2 separate regions of the Sus scrofa genome follow, and region 1 is linked to region 2. Evidence: chromatin contacts called from public HiChIP or PLAC-seq data. All regions are on one chromosome and are shown on one strand. Each heading gives the region's core, a stretch centred on a gene start, on an enhancer-like site or on the middle of the called end of the contact. The rest is flanking DNA. Distances are from core to core; before and after follow the strand shown.

What was found. HiChIP or PLAC-seq counts read pairs in DNA pulled down with a chosen protein or histone mark.
Region 1: a contact with region 2 is called in an H3K27ac HiChIP or PLAC-seq map of alveolar macrophages. The contact joins two enhancer-like sites. A contact is called at or near these places in 2 of 47 Hi-C or Micro-C datasets (psoas muscle and skeletal muscle) and 2 of 2 datasets of contacts at active chromatin or transcription factors (alveolar macrophages and skeletal muscle).

What each region holds. Positions count from the first base shown.
Region 1 is chr9:66,954,049-66,960,767 of Sscrofa11.1, forward strand. The region is part of intron 3 of SRGAP2 (SLIT-ROBO Rho GTPase-activating protein 2); the gene reads left to right. Among named protein-coding and RNA genes, the nearest start is that of FAM72A, 120 kb to the left of the region's middle. Within about 2 kb of position 5,098, at least 7 of the 83 cell types and tissues checked have an H3K27ac peak or open chromatin away from gene starts, as enhancers often do. A contact at or near this core is called in alveolar macrophages, where this site is marked.
Region 2 is chr9:66,851,167-66,858,204 of Sscrofa11.1, forward strand. All of the region lies in intron 2 of SRGAP2 (SLIT-ROBO Rho GTPase-activating protein 2), which reads left to right. Among named protein-coding and RNA genes, the nearest start is that of FAM72A, 15 kb to the left of the region's middle. Within about 2 kb of position 1,490, at least 2 of the 83 cell types and tissues checked have an H3K27ac peak or open chromatin away from gene starts, as enhancers often do. A contact at or near this core is called in alveolar macrophages, where this site is marked.

The sequences.
Region 1 (6,719 bases), core at 3,848-6,347, 110 kb after region 2:
GTGGCTTCTGTTACTGTAAGAATATGTGTGAAATTCTGCATTCTCCCTCACCTGATGGTTCTTGGAGCATTTTGTACCTTGTCTTCAATGTTCTTTTTGCCACAGTTGAATCCGTGGTCTGCCTGCTTCAGTCCAGCTAGCGTCTGAGGACGCCTTGGGGCTGATGGTTTCTAACCTTGTGCTGTTCATCCAGTGATGAGACTCGACTTCTCAGCCTAACACTCGCAGCAGCGCTTGCAGTTTTCCACTGTCCCCTCTGTGTTGTAAGAGGGAACTCAGTGTTCAGGTGTTTGTTGCTGTGCCCAGACAAGCACGCCGCTAAAGCTGAACTGGCGCTTGGCAGGCTGCACCACCACCAGGCCAAGCTTGAAACATTTGTTAGCAACTGAAAATTAACATTTTGGGCCCAGGAAAGGCTTTTTAGGCATGTCTGGTTTAGCCGTTCTAATAGATCCAAATAATAGTATCCCATACAAGGTAGAGGTTGATTTTTCTCTCGTGTAATTGTCTGGGTCTTAGCCATCCAGGGCTGTGTCAGGCTCCTTATTCCACCCCTGGAGGCTTGCCCTTGTTTGTGTGACCCAAGGTGGCTCCCTGCCACCATGTCCCCATTCCAACCAGTGGGAAAAGCACAAGAGCCCAGGGGCAGGTATATCCTTTTCCTTTAAGGGTGCAGTCTGGAAGTGGCACATATGTCCCTCAGCTCACATCTGACTGGCATGCTTTACTGAGCTGCAAGGGAGGCTGGCTAATGGTGATATTATTCTGGTGACCAGAGAGTAGTTTTATTAGTATAGACAGAGGGGGGAACTAGTGGGGGACAGTTAGCAGCCTCTGCCGCGTTGTCTGTGTGTGATCTGCGAGAGGGCAGGTGTATGAAAGAGCATTCCGTTCCTCCACTTTGTAAAGCGCCATAAATGCACCGAGAAGAGAGGGCTTTATGGGGGTGAAGTTCACTGGATGGGAAATGGAAACATACCCTTCTTACCCTGGTGCCAATGCAAGGGATTGCTTTTGTAACTCCTTTGAGACAATGCAGAAATTGTAGAAGGGAGGGAAGAAGATCGGGAAGGAAGCCGTTGAGGCAGAGAGAGCAGTGTTGATACAGGCACCAGAGTTGCAAAAAACCAAACTGCTAGGTTAAGTCACCTGTTTTGCCAAAGAACAGGATGGTAAATGTGATAATGCCATTAAGCCTGGAAACCTTGGGAGGGATCAGATTACAGTGGTCCATGAATGCCAGGTGACAAGAGTTTGGGCTTTATTCTGCAAGCCTGGGGAGCCATTGATAATTTCTGAGCATCATTATGGACGGCTCTGCTTCGGAAAGGTAACCATGGCAACCGTGCATAAGATCAGCTGGAGCAGAGAGGCTGTAAGGATGGGATGGCAGTGGGCCTAAGGTTAATGTGGGCCGAGACTGCAGTCGTGCCCCGGGAAATAGAAAAGATGGGTCAAACGTGAGGGCAAGAAGCAACTGAAGTTAAAGAAGCTGGGACAGAGGAAGGGCTGTGGGTTTCCTGGGTCTCTGGAGCGGCAGTTGTACTGTATTTTCATTCAGCCTGGAGAAGTGTGGCCTGATTTTGCTGATTCTAGGGCTGGTCCCTAGAATAGTTCATTCTCTGCCCAGAGCATCTCGGCGGGCACTCGTCACCTCCCCCAGAGCCGTAGCAGCTGTTGGCCCAGCAATGCCATGAATTTGTCTCCCTGTGCTGCCAGGAGAGCAGCTGCCAGCGGCAGCCCTGGACAGACGCGTCTCAGGGACATGGAAACTATTCAACTTGGGATGGGGCAGGTTGGCCAGGGCCAAAATTGGTCTACATGGATTCGTCCCACCCTCTTCCAGGCCAGTTTCTCAACCTGGCTAGATTTCAGCCCCTCATACTGGGTTAGGTTGGGTGGCTTTTTTTTTTTTTTTTAGTTTTAAGTAACCACATTTAGGGACAAACACTGCTGAACTGCTATTTTCATCTTCTCTTGGACAACTCCTTACCTTAGAAGCCATTACCCTGTTGCTCTTTGGCTTTGCTTCCTCTTCTGCTTTTCTCCTGCTCACCTTGTGTCCTCTCCCACACTGTCTCAGTGCAGACACCCTCATAAAGCTCACCCAACTCTGACTCCATTGCAGAGTCTCATCCTGGGTATCCACTCCCCCTTCTCTTCCCCCTACAGGTAGAACTCTAGCAATTATTTGTATCTATCGTATTCTGCTTTGTTTTAAGATGGGTAATAGGGCTTCCTCTGTCCCTTTGAATTGTGGGAGGGCCCTATTAATGTCTGAAATTCTATCTGCCTGGTTTGATGAAGAGCAGAGATATAATATTATGTGAGGGTAGGAAATCTTCCGAGGGAAGATGCTCTTGCATTTTCTTTGGCTCCTTGAAGAGTCTGAATGTATTCCTATTTGTCGCTAAGCCTTTGATTGTCTCTTTTAAGTGGAATCTGTGTTAATATTGCCCAGCAGGACTCTAATTGATAATGCGTTGGCTGTTTTTTCTTTTTTTCTTTTTCTTTTTTTTTCATAGACTTGCTGTAAATTACCTTTCAGTCATAGCTCATTTGGTTTTGATCTCCTGCTTTGAATAACTTAGTTCTTTCTTTTATTTTGAGGTAGGCTTTTTTTTTTTTTTTCCTGTTAAGTTTTTAGAGGAATACGCTCTCATTTCTATCCCACTGTGTCCCTTACAGAGACCTTATGCTACTTTATAACCCATGGCCAACATCTTTTCTGTCTTTCTTCCAGCTTTTCCTTCTCAACAATAAATATTGGTTGAACTTTTTTTTTTGCTTTTTAAAAATTTATTTATTTATTTTTGCTTTTTAGGGCCATACCCGAGGTGTATGGAGGTTCCCAGGCTAGGGGTCGAATTGGAGCTACAGCTGCCAGCCTACACCACAGCCACAGCAACGCAGGATCCAAGCCACATCTGCAACCTATACCACAGCTCACAGCAACACTGGCTCCTTAACCCACTGAGTAGGGCCAGAGATCAAACCCAAAACCTCATGGATACTAGTTGGATTTATTTCTGCTACGCCACAATGGGAATTCCTGGTTGAACATTTTTATTTATTTATTTATTTATTTTGTCCTTTTGCCTTTTCTAGGGCCACTCCCATGGCATGTGGTTCCCAGGCTAGGGGTCTAATCGGAGCTATAGCTGCCGGCCTACGCCAGAGCCACAGCAGCATTGGATCCGAGCTGCGTCTTCGACCTACACCACAGCTCACGGCCACGCCGGATCCTTAATCCACTGAGCAAAGCCAGTGATCAAACCTGCAACCTCATGGTTCCTAGTCAGATTTGTTAACCACTGCACCACGATGGGAACTCCTGGTTGAACATTTTCAAGGTCTTCCTCTAGACTCTTAGAGGAGAGAGATGCAAAGAATAAGACGTCATGTATCTTTCCTGCATGAGTTTATAATCCAATCAGGGATAAATCATGCCTGACATAATAACACAAATCTTCAGTATAAGGCAAGATGGGGTCAGTACCAAGTATGTACTACAGAAAGCGGGATGCGCAGTTGATGAGTCAGGAAGCTTTCAGGGAGGAAACGGGATGTGAACCAGTCCTTGATTACAAATTGATTTTTGATAAATGGAGAGAGCGGAAAGGGGAAGATATTATAGTCAGGAGGAAAGTACAAAGCACTTTTGGGGTACAGTTAGGCGACTGGCTTGGTTGGGGTTATGTGTATATATGGAGAGACTAGACAAAAGTAGTGAAGACCGTATCGTGGCAAACGTTGACTCTTGACTAAGATTTGGGTCTATGCCGTGGACACTGGAAGCTGCTAGGGTCCAAGCTAAGGTGTGAACTCTGCTTAAGGAAGATTAACCTTAATGGTGGTGGTTTGCTCCATGGTGAAGAACTTGAGACAGTGAAACCAGTTGTCACAGGAGGTAGGAAGGATCTAAATTAGGCTGGGAGGGTGGGAACGAAAAGAATAGAAATTGATCCTTCAGTCCATTTAGCAAGTATGTATTGTGCTCGTACCATGTGCCAGACACATGCCCAGCAGACAGATCTGTTCCCTGTGCTCTTGGAGCTTACAGTCTAGAGACAAATGGAAAACACCTGGTGCAGGAAGAGTCTGCGGGAATTGCTCACTGATGGGATTTGGGTTTCAAGTAACCTTGGAGGCACAAAAGAAAGAGGGCTGCGAAGTTTCTTTTGGACTTGGGTGATTGGTAGATTAATGGGGCCTTTAATAGAAATACCAAAGTTAGGCGAAGGAGCTGGTTTTGAAGGGCTGGAATATGAGAAATCTGGGTTTTGGAGGTTGAGTTTAAGATATTGGAAGGAGGAGTTCCTGTCGTGGCGCAGCGGAAAGGAATCCGACTAGGAAGCATGAGGTGGCGGGTTCGATCCCTGGCCTCGCTCAGTGGGTTAAGGATCTAGCATTGCCGTGAGCTGTGGTGTAGGTCGCAGATGTGGCTCGGATCTGGTATTGCTGTGGCGTAAGCCAGTGGCAACAGCTCCGATGATCCCTAGCCTGGCAATCTCCGTATGCTGCGGGTGCAGCTCTAAAAAGACCAAAAAAAAAAAAAACAAAAAAAAAAAAAACGATATTGGAAGGAGATGGAAGCTGATATTTCTGTAACTGATGGAAAATGAAGGACTGTATTCAGGACAAACGTGTGGATTGTTGAGGTGATGGAGATTTGGGCATATTCATAGAGAGACGATGGTTGAGGCTGTGGAAATAATGGATTTCCCACAGTAAGGGTTTAGGCATTATAAAAGGGAAGTATTCATTGTATCTGTGGTCCTCAGATTGCAGAGAGTGAAAAGGAATTTGAAAGATATATTTATTTGTTCATTCATTCAGGACACACTTGGGGGACCTAATTCTGTACCGGCATTGAGCTAGGTCCTGGGGATGGGAACGAGACAATATCCTATTCTTGCTCACCTTGAATAAGTAGTTTATTAAGGAAATGCACACAGAATGTGAATCTGCTTATCTGGCTGGTTCTGAAGAGTGTAACTATTGGAAGGGATGTGAGGGAGTAGGGCTTAGGTATCTCAGGAATCTGGTAGATGTTCAACCTGCAATACTCCTTTCCAGGGGAGGTTAGGTACACAGTTAATTAAAGAGAAATCCGTGTAGTGTCCACGTTCTTGGCCTTGGGCCCAGTATTTGAACGTGCACAGTCTCTGCAGTTACATCACCTCTTGCGGATGGATTTCTCCTCTGGAAGTGAGTTCAAAGTTGTTCATCAGCCTCCTAGGGTAGCATTAGTTTGAAAAACAAAGTTAGCTGGCCAGGGAGAATGTTATAGCCGTGACTGCCAATCAGGAAGGGGTGGAGAACCAGAAAGTTCCCCTTTGAGTATGGGGTGATTTGGGGGAGGAAGCAGGAGGAAGCATGAAACTGCCAGAAGGTAGAACCCCTTACTTCCTGGGACCAGTGTGTCACTCATTCATTTGGGACACATTTGGGAGCTGTCTGTCCCTCTGAGGAAGGTTTTGCCCACAATTAGCATCTGGTGTTGAGCAAAGCTTGGCTTTCTTTTGCCGTGACTCAAGCTGACTTTATTTAGAGACTAACAAAAGGTCTGTTGGTGACTTTTTCACAGGCCTGGGCCATATAGAACCTTAAGTGACAGTTGGGTCCTTTTTTTTTTTTGCTATTTATTGGGCCGCTCCCGCGGCATATGGAGGTTCCCAGGCTAGGGGTTGAACTGGAGCTACAGCTGCCAGCCTATACCACAGCTCACGGCAACGCTGGATCGTTAACCCACTGAGCAAGGGCAGGGACTTGGTTCCTCATGGTTCCTAGTCGGATTCGTTAACCACTGCGCCTCAACGGGATCTCCGACAGTTGGGTCCTTTTCGGAAGAGTTGGGCAGTCTCCTCACATGGATGAAAGAGGGTGGATAGAAGAGATACAAGGCAGTTTGGGGGACCATCAAGACAGAGGGGTGGCCTGTCTTTTGAACAGAGAAAGAATTCATATGAAATCTCTTTGGAAGGCTTTGTGGCTTAGCAGAAAAAAACCGAGAGCTTTATTCCAGACACATTTGGATCTGCCACTTACAGCTGTGTGACCTTGACCAAGTCTCTTAACCTCGTCTCACTTCAGTTTTCTCATCCGTGAAATGTGGAGAGTCACGCTTGCCTTGAAGAGTTGTTCTAAAGATGAGATATAATACATAGAAAGCATCAGCCTAATGCCTGTAACTTACTAGATGCTCAAAAAAATAGTAGCTGATGTAATTATCATCACTGCAGAAGGTGATTGTCAAGATCACAGGTTCTGGAACCAGATTTCCTGGGCTTGTGATCCTGAATTTTCTACCTACTAGCTGTGTGAAATTTTTTTTTTTTTTTTTTTTTTTGTCTTTTTGTCTTTTGTCTTTTTGTTGTTGTTGTTACTATTTTTTGGGCCGCTCCCGCGGCATATGGAGGTTCCCAGGCTAGGGGTTGAATCGGAGCTATAGCCACCGGCCTACGCCAGAGCCACAGCAACGCAGGATCCGAGCCGTGTCTGCAACCTACACCACAGCTCACGGCAACGCCGGATCGCTAACCCACTGAGCAAGGGCAGGGACCGAACCCGCAACCTCATGGTTCCTAGTCGGATTCGTTAACCACTGCGCCACGACGGGAACTCCTGAAATTTTTTTTTTTTTTAAGGGCTGCATATGGAGGTTCCCAGGCTAGGGGTCAAATCAGAGCTGTAGCCACTGGCCTACGCCACAGCCA
Region 2 (7,038 bases), core at 240-2,739:
GCTTCTCAGCAGTGTCTTTGTGTTTACTCCTCTACTGCACTCATCATATTACATTGTAATCTCTTCCTTTACACCTGGTTATTTACAGCTATCTGAGCACTTTGAGGACAGAATTGTCTTTTATTCCTTTCAAGGCCTCCAGCTTCTAGGCACATGGTAAGCACTAAAACACTTGCAAATCGAATGTGAACCTTTTCTGAGCTGAGATTGAATGTGACAGTGCCAAGACGCCTTGCTTCTACACTTCTCCGCCTACTCCAGTAACAAGCCTTCTCCTTATATATTTGAAAAATCAAAGTAGATCAAGCATTGTAAATATTATCCTTCTACAAGGACAAGTGCAAACTATATAGAACGGTGGAGGCTCCCCACTGGGGGTGAATTTCTCCTTATTTACCACCCCAACTGCCCTCTTTAGAATCGTTGCCCTAGAGTTATATATGAGTTCTTCAATGCATCTCTTTCCTTGTAAACCAAGGAAAATATTAACTCTGAAATTCAAAGAGTTTAGAACAAAAGTGAGGTCTGCTATAATTGAAGCAAAACATTCTACATTTGTCCAGGATTTTCATCATTTAAAACAGATTTACCAAGTCTAAAGTTGAGAGAGTTTAGGAGTTCCCCTTGTGGCTCAGCAGTTAACAAACCCCATGAGGACGTGGGTTCGATCCCTGGCCTTGCTCAGTGTTTTAGAGATCCGGTGCTGCTTTGAGCTGTGGTGTAGGTCAAAGATGTAGCTTGGATCTGGCGTTGCTGTGGCTGTGGTGTAGGCCAGCAGCTCCAGCTCCGATTGGACCCCTAGCCTGGGAACCTCCATATGCCCTAAAAAGACAAATAAATAAATAAAATAAAATTAGAAGCGGAAAAGAGAATAGGGAGAGAGAGAAGAAAACCTTAAAAATAAATAAATAAAAATAAAGTCGAGGAAGGTTCCTGTTTTGACAGGAGTTAAAACAGAATTGACTTGGAAGAGGAAGTGCTGTGATACTTGTTCGAAGCCTGGGTTTGGAAGGAGCTATTGCCTCATTGGAAGCAGCTGCATGATCTGTGGTAAAAGGGGAAGGAAGGTCTAAAGGGACAAACAGAAAAATTCTCCCCTCTGGTTTTTCAAGTCACTTGGTATTAAGTAGCCTTGACTTTATTTATACATTGTGAATGAATGGTTCTGAACTTGAAATATATATTGGTGAGGAAGGAAAAGCAGCTGGGAAGTGCGCCTCCTCCATTTCTGTGGGTATTTTAGGATGCCATCTGTTAGGGAGAAGGCAGAGCTTTTTTTTTTTTTTTTTTCTTTTAACTTTTTCTTCTAAAAATGCACTAATTAGTGGGCAGGTGACCCAAAAGGCATCGTGAAAGTTCGGACCTTGCCTTTGCTGCCTGGACCCAGATTCTACATTCCGAATCCCAGTATGATGGGCAGGAGCTGAGTGCTGTCCCTGGAGAAGGTGACCTCACCAGCCATGGGTTCCACGGAGACGCAAAGCCCAGAAAACAAAGGGATCCAGGAGCATGAGCTGGCTGAGACATGATATGCCAAGGGCTGTAAGAAATACATCCTGTTTCTCAGGAGTTGGCAGCAATTTCTCCAAACATTGAAACCCTTTGGAGATCTGCTTCCTTCTTCCCACTAGGCTTTTTTCTTGCGCTTATTTATTTATCGATTGATTTACTTATTTGGAGGGTGGGGGGTAATTGGGCCAGATCTTATCAGATGATGAAGCTGCTCTTTGCGGAAGCATCTTGATCAAGGTGCCTATTTTGGAGCGCTGTTTCTCTGGGGCCATGACAAATGGGGCGACACTGCTGGATTTGGAGGCAGAACGCCTGGGTTCTTGTTTGGTGTTGCCATTTGCTACTGTGATTTTGAGGCTGCCTCATCTCAGGTCTCAAAATCCCTAGTTTCTGCATCTGTACAATGGGGACAGCGCTTCTTGGCTCTCAGTGATGTTGAGGATGATGGGGGTGAAGATGGCTAGCATTTAGGGAGTGCTTCTTATGTCTAAACTCTGCCTTATGTGCTTTATGTATAGGGTTACCTCACTGAAACTCCCAATAGCCCTATGAAGTAGCTACTATTATTATCATTATTATTATTATTTTTTTTTTTTTTGTCTTTCTGCCTTTTCTTGGGCCGCTCCCGCGGCATATGGAGGTTCCCAGGCTAGGGGTCTAATCGGAGCTGTAGTCGCTGGCCTACGCCAGAGCCACAGCAACGCTGGATCCGAGCCGCGTCTGCAACCTACACCACAGCTCACGGCAACGCCGGATCGTTAACCCACTGAGCAAGGCCAGGGATCGAACCTGCAACCTCATGGTTCCTAGTCGGATTCGTTAACCACTGCGCCACGATGGGAACTCCCAGTAGCTACTATTAATTATCCCCAACGCACAGATAAGGCAACAAGGAGGTTCAATAATTTACACCAAGGCACACAGCTAGTAAGTGATGAAGACAGAGTGTGAACCCAGGCCGACTCAATGCTGGTGTGAGGCGCCAATGAAAGAGTTCATCTGAGATGCCTTTGAAGCTGTGGAATGCTGCGCACATTGGGTTGATTGTGCTCATTTCCTGCTGTCTTGATGCAAAAAGGAGTTCTAAATGCGGTGTTCTAAAGGTCTTCCTGGTACACACCTCCCGGATCTGCCTACACCTTGGTTTTCTCGTCTAGGAAATTCAGGGTTCAATTAGGAAATCTTTCCCCCAGGTTTTATGGTTCATGACTCTTGCTGATTTAAGACACCGAAGATGACAGTTTTGCCCCTGTTAAGCCAGGGGCACGGTTGTAAGTACAAAACCTGTTGTAGCCTCCGAAAGTCCCTCTCCCCAGTCCCAGGGCTTGTGGGCCAAGTCTGCATGGCTGCTGCACATAGACAGAGGGTGAATCCCCCCCAACCCCCGCCCCGCGCGCCCCATCCCCGTCCCCCGAGGTGGCACTGCAGCAGCAGGCCTGAAGATCAGTTGAGGACACCAGGGTCACTGTCTGATAGGCAGATGTACCTCACAGTTGGAGAAACTGAGGGGGAGGGATAGTTCCTTGATGGGCCTGGAGGTGGACTTGTGGCTGGATTCCTAGGGGCCGTAATTGCTCTCATCAGGATAAATACATTCAACCGAGGACCTCCGGGAAGCTCAGAGACTTCCAGAGCGAGACACTTGCTGTTACTGGTGCATGTGGTTTTCCTTAGTCATGTTGGTGGGCCAGAGATGGAACCTGGGTAGCTCATGGTATTATAGACATTCATGGTGTGTGCAGAACTTGAATTTTAAAAAAGAAAAAAGAATTTGGGGATTGTCTTTATTTATTTATTTATTTATTTATTTATTTATTTATTTATTTATTTATTGTCTTTTTGCCTTTTCTAGGGCTGCCCCTGCGGCATATAGAAGTTCCCAGGCTAGGGGTCGAATCAGAGCTGTAGCCGCCGGCCTACGCCGCAACCACAGCAACCGGGGATCCGAGCCGCATCTGTGACCTATACCACAGCTCACGGCAACGCCGGATCGTGTCTTTATTTTTTTTTTATTTTTATTTTTTTGGCTTTTTAGGGCCGCACCTCGGCCTATTGAAGTTCCCAGGCTAGGGGTTGAATTGGAGCTGCAGCTGCTGGTCTATACCACAGCCACAACAATGCCAGGTCCGAGCTGGAGTCTACACCCTACGGAGCAGCTCACAGCTGGATCCTTAACCCAGTGAGTGAGGCCAGGGATGGAACTCGAGTCCTCATGGGTACTAGTCAAGTTCATTACCGCTGAGCCACAGCGGGAACTCCCATGATTGTCTTTAATTAAAATGAAAGGAGTAAGGAAGTGGGGGGCTTTTAATCCCTGACATCTGGGCTGGGACAAACTGGGGGGAGGTGGCGTGGATGTGGAACTGGGTAGGGTTCATCTAGACAGCTGGGCTGTGGGGTAAGGAACTTTTAGGCTTTCTCAGGATGTAGGATGGCCTTTTGCCTCTTATACGCATTTCCATATGTTAAGCCCTTTGAGAACGAAGGGGTTTCTTTGTGGATTGTGATGAGGTATGTGGTAATACGGAGTTGAGGTTCCAAGGTTATGTTTGTTTTCTTTTCACCTAATGAATAGGCTAAGTAACCGTCTGTTGTCTTAAAATGAGTTCTATTAATAATGATGACAGCTCATATTTTGATCATTACAGCATGTAAAAAATAATCATTCGCAGGGAGGGTTGGAGGGCAATGGAGGGCTAGCTACGTAATGTTGGACAAGTCCTTCCACCTTTGGGATTCTCGGCTTCTCAGCTCGAAAGTAGAAAGATGGATTACGCGTTCCTTGCGTCGTCGTATTTGGGACACATGACTAACCCAAATGGTTATCTTCCAAGTGAGTTGACACCGAGCTTACATGTTGATAACTCTCCTGAGGGAAGGCTGGAACCAGACAATAGACACCCTAGGTTCTTCCTCTTCATCTCTCCCATTCCTGGCTCCAAAGTTTCATCTTTAAATGACATTAATAGGCTTTGTGTTTTAGACGGCCTCGGAGTCAGTTAGGCTGTTATCTCTTGATCTCTCTTATTTACTCAGTGATTTGGGGTGATGTAAGTTATCCCACCTCTTTGCTGTCAGCAATTTTAAACAAATCATCGAAACATTTTGGGTAGGTGCTATCTGTTGCTTTGATTAACGAGGGTGATCTGGATATTTTAAGCACCGTGACAACACAATTTTAAAACACCTAGTATTCCTTCAAACTACAGTAGCGCTCCCACTGCCAAAGCCTGAAACGGATGGGGCCAGTTGGTTCTTTTCTGACAGTAAATGTGTGCCCGTGAGCTTGCTTTCCCCTCTTGGGCCAGGGAGCACGACTGCCAATCCAGAAATGCTAGCTAGCTTTTCTGGATCCAGCAGCAAAAAGAGTTAATCATCATCCAGGCAGAAACAAACCTCCCAAGTTTTTAACCTTCCAGTGCCCCAAGTCCAAGTCTTTTTTCCCTGTTCCTCAGAGGAGACAAGGCACTTGTGGGCACGCGCGCGTGCGCACACACACACACTCACACTCTCTTACAGAACTTAATGTAAAACGATCTCATGTTTATGAGAGCTGGAATTACTTGGGAGCGATACTTATGTTCTGCAGGCTCAGTGATGTGAAAGCAGGGCTATTTGGCCTGTGGAGATGGCAGATAAGAGCGTGATATGTAATTGAGTAAGAATTTGAAAAATTATCCGATAACATTAGGCACAGCAAAGCACTCGCTTGTGCTTTTTTTTTTTTTTTTTTTTTTTTTTTTTTTTTTTTTAATGCCTGAAAACTATTTGGAGGAGGAGTAAGGAGCTAGCATTGTTTTCAGGGCGTGGGAACCCCCTCCCCACCCTGCAAGCCAAATTTGTTTGCCCAGGGAGAGAGCAAGGTCTCGGAGAGATCCTGACAGATCATTTTTTTTTTAATTTTTTTTATTTTTTTATTTTTTTGCTTTTTAGGGTCACATCCTCAGTATATGGAGGTTCTCGGGCTAGGGGTCCAGTCAGAGCTGCAGATGCTGGCTGACACCACAGTCACAGCAACGCAGGATCCAATCTGCATCTGTGACCTACACCACAGCTCATGGCAATATGGGATCCTTAACCCACTGAGCGAAGTGAAGTGAGGGATCTAACTCGAAACCTCATGGTTCCTAGTTGGGATTTGTTTCCACTGCACCACAACAGGAACTCCCCTGACAGATCATTTTAGAACATTCTTCTGCACCTCCCTCCGGGCAAATTTTCAGGCTAATCATTTCAGGAAAAGGGCTGTCAGCTAACCTTTAACTTCTTTTCCAGAAGAGTAACACCACAGCCTCCCTTTCCATCTTGTTCCACTGACCCAAACTAGAAATGGTCAATTCCTTCATTTGCAGAGCTTGAAACAGGATTTAAAAAAAGAAAAAAAGGAGGCCTGATGAATTGAACTCGTGTTTTTGCTGTTGCTGCCACACCCTCTGTACAGACTTTTGCTTCGTTTGGGTTTTCGGTGGCTCAGGGAAGGAGGAGGTAATTGACGAAACTTGTAAGGCCTGGCTCATGGCTGCTGGCCTGTTCCTCCCAGTTCCCGTCCCTCCTCACTGCCACCAGTTGTGGTCCACTTCTCATTGAATAAGGAAATCATGAGCAACACTTCACTCCAGCACCCATTTTTTTTTTTCTTTGTCTTTTTGCCATGTCTTGGGCCGCTCCCGCCGCATATGGAGGTTTTCCCAGGCTAGGGGTCCAATCGGAGCTGTAGCCACCGGCCTACGCCACAGCCACAGCAACGCAGGATCCAAGCCGCGTCTGCAACGTATTCCACAGCTCATGGCAATGCCAGCTCCCCAACCCACTGAGCAAGGCCAGGGATCAAACCCACAACGTCATGGTTCCTAGTTGGATTCGTTAACCACTTCGCCACAACGGGAACTCCAGCACCAATTTTTTTTTAATACCTACTATGAGCTTGGTATGCCCTAGGTTGTGAGCATATGGAGGTAAGTAGTGAGGTTTTGGTTTTCAAGGAGCTGGTCTATTCAAAGCAATGGATCGATGACACAAATACAGAGATAGGACCACAGTGCAGGGATATAGAAAGCTCGGTTGAGAGTCTGACAATGAGTGACGTTGATGAGGCTGGTGGAGGAGGATAGTGATGGCACCTGGCAGTCTGGAAAGTGACTTTCCATACTTTATCTTTTTTAACCTCTGAATGGTACCCCAGCAGGGCAGTGTGATTTCAGGCCTTTTCGGTTTTTGTTTTTATGATCTTTTGGGAAACATTTTATTTTGAGATAACTATACATTCACATGAGGCCATTAGAAATAATAGAGAGGTTTTTATATATATATATATCCTTTAATTAGTTTCCCCCAGTGGTTAGCATCTTGCAAATCTCTGGTACATTATCACAATCAGGACATTTGATTGCATAAGATAGTTTAAATATTTATTTATTTATGTCTTCTTAGGGCCACACCTGCATGGCATATGGAAGTTTCCAGGCTAGGGGTCAAATTGGAGCTGCGGTTGTTGGCCTATGCCACAGCCAACACCAGATTCCGAGC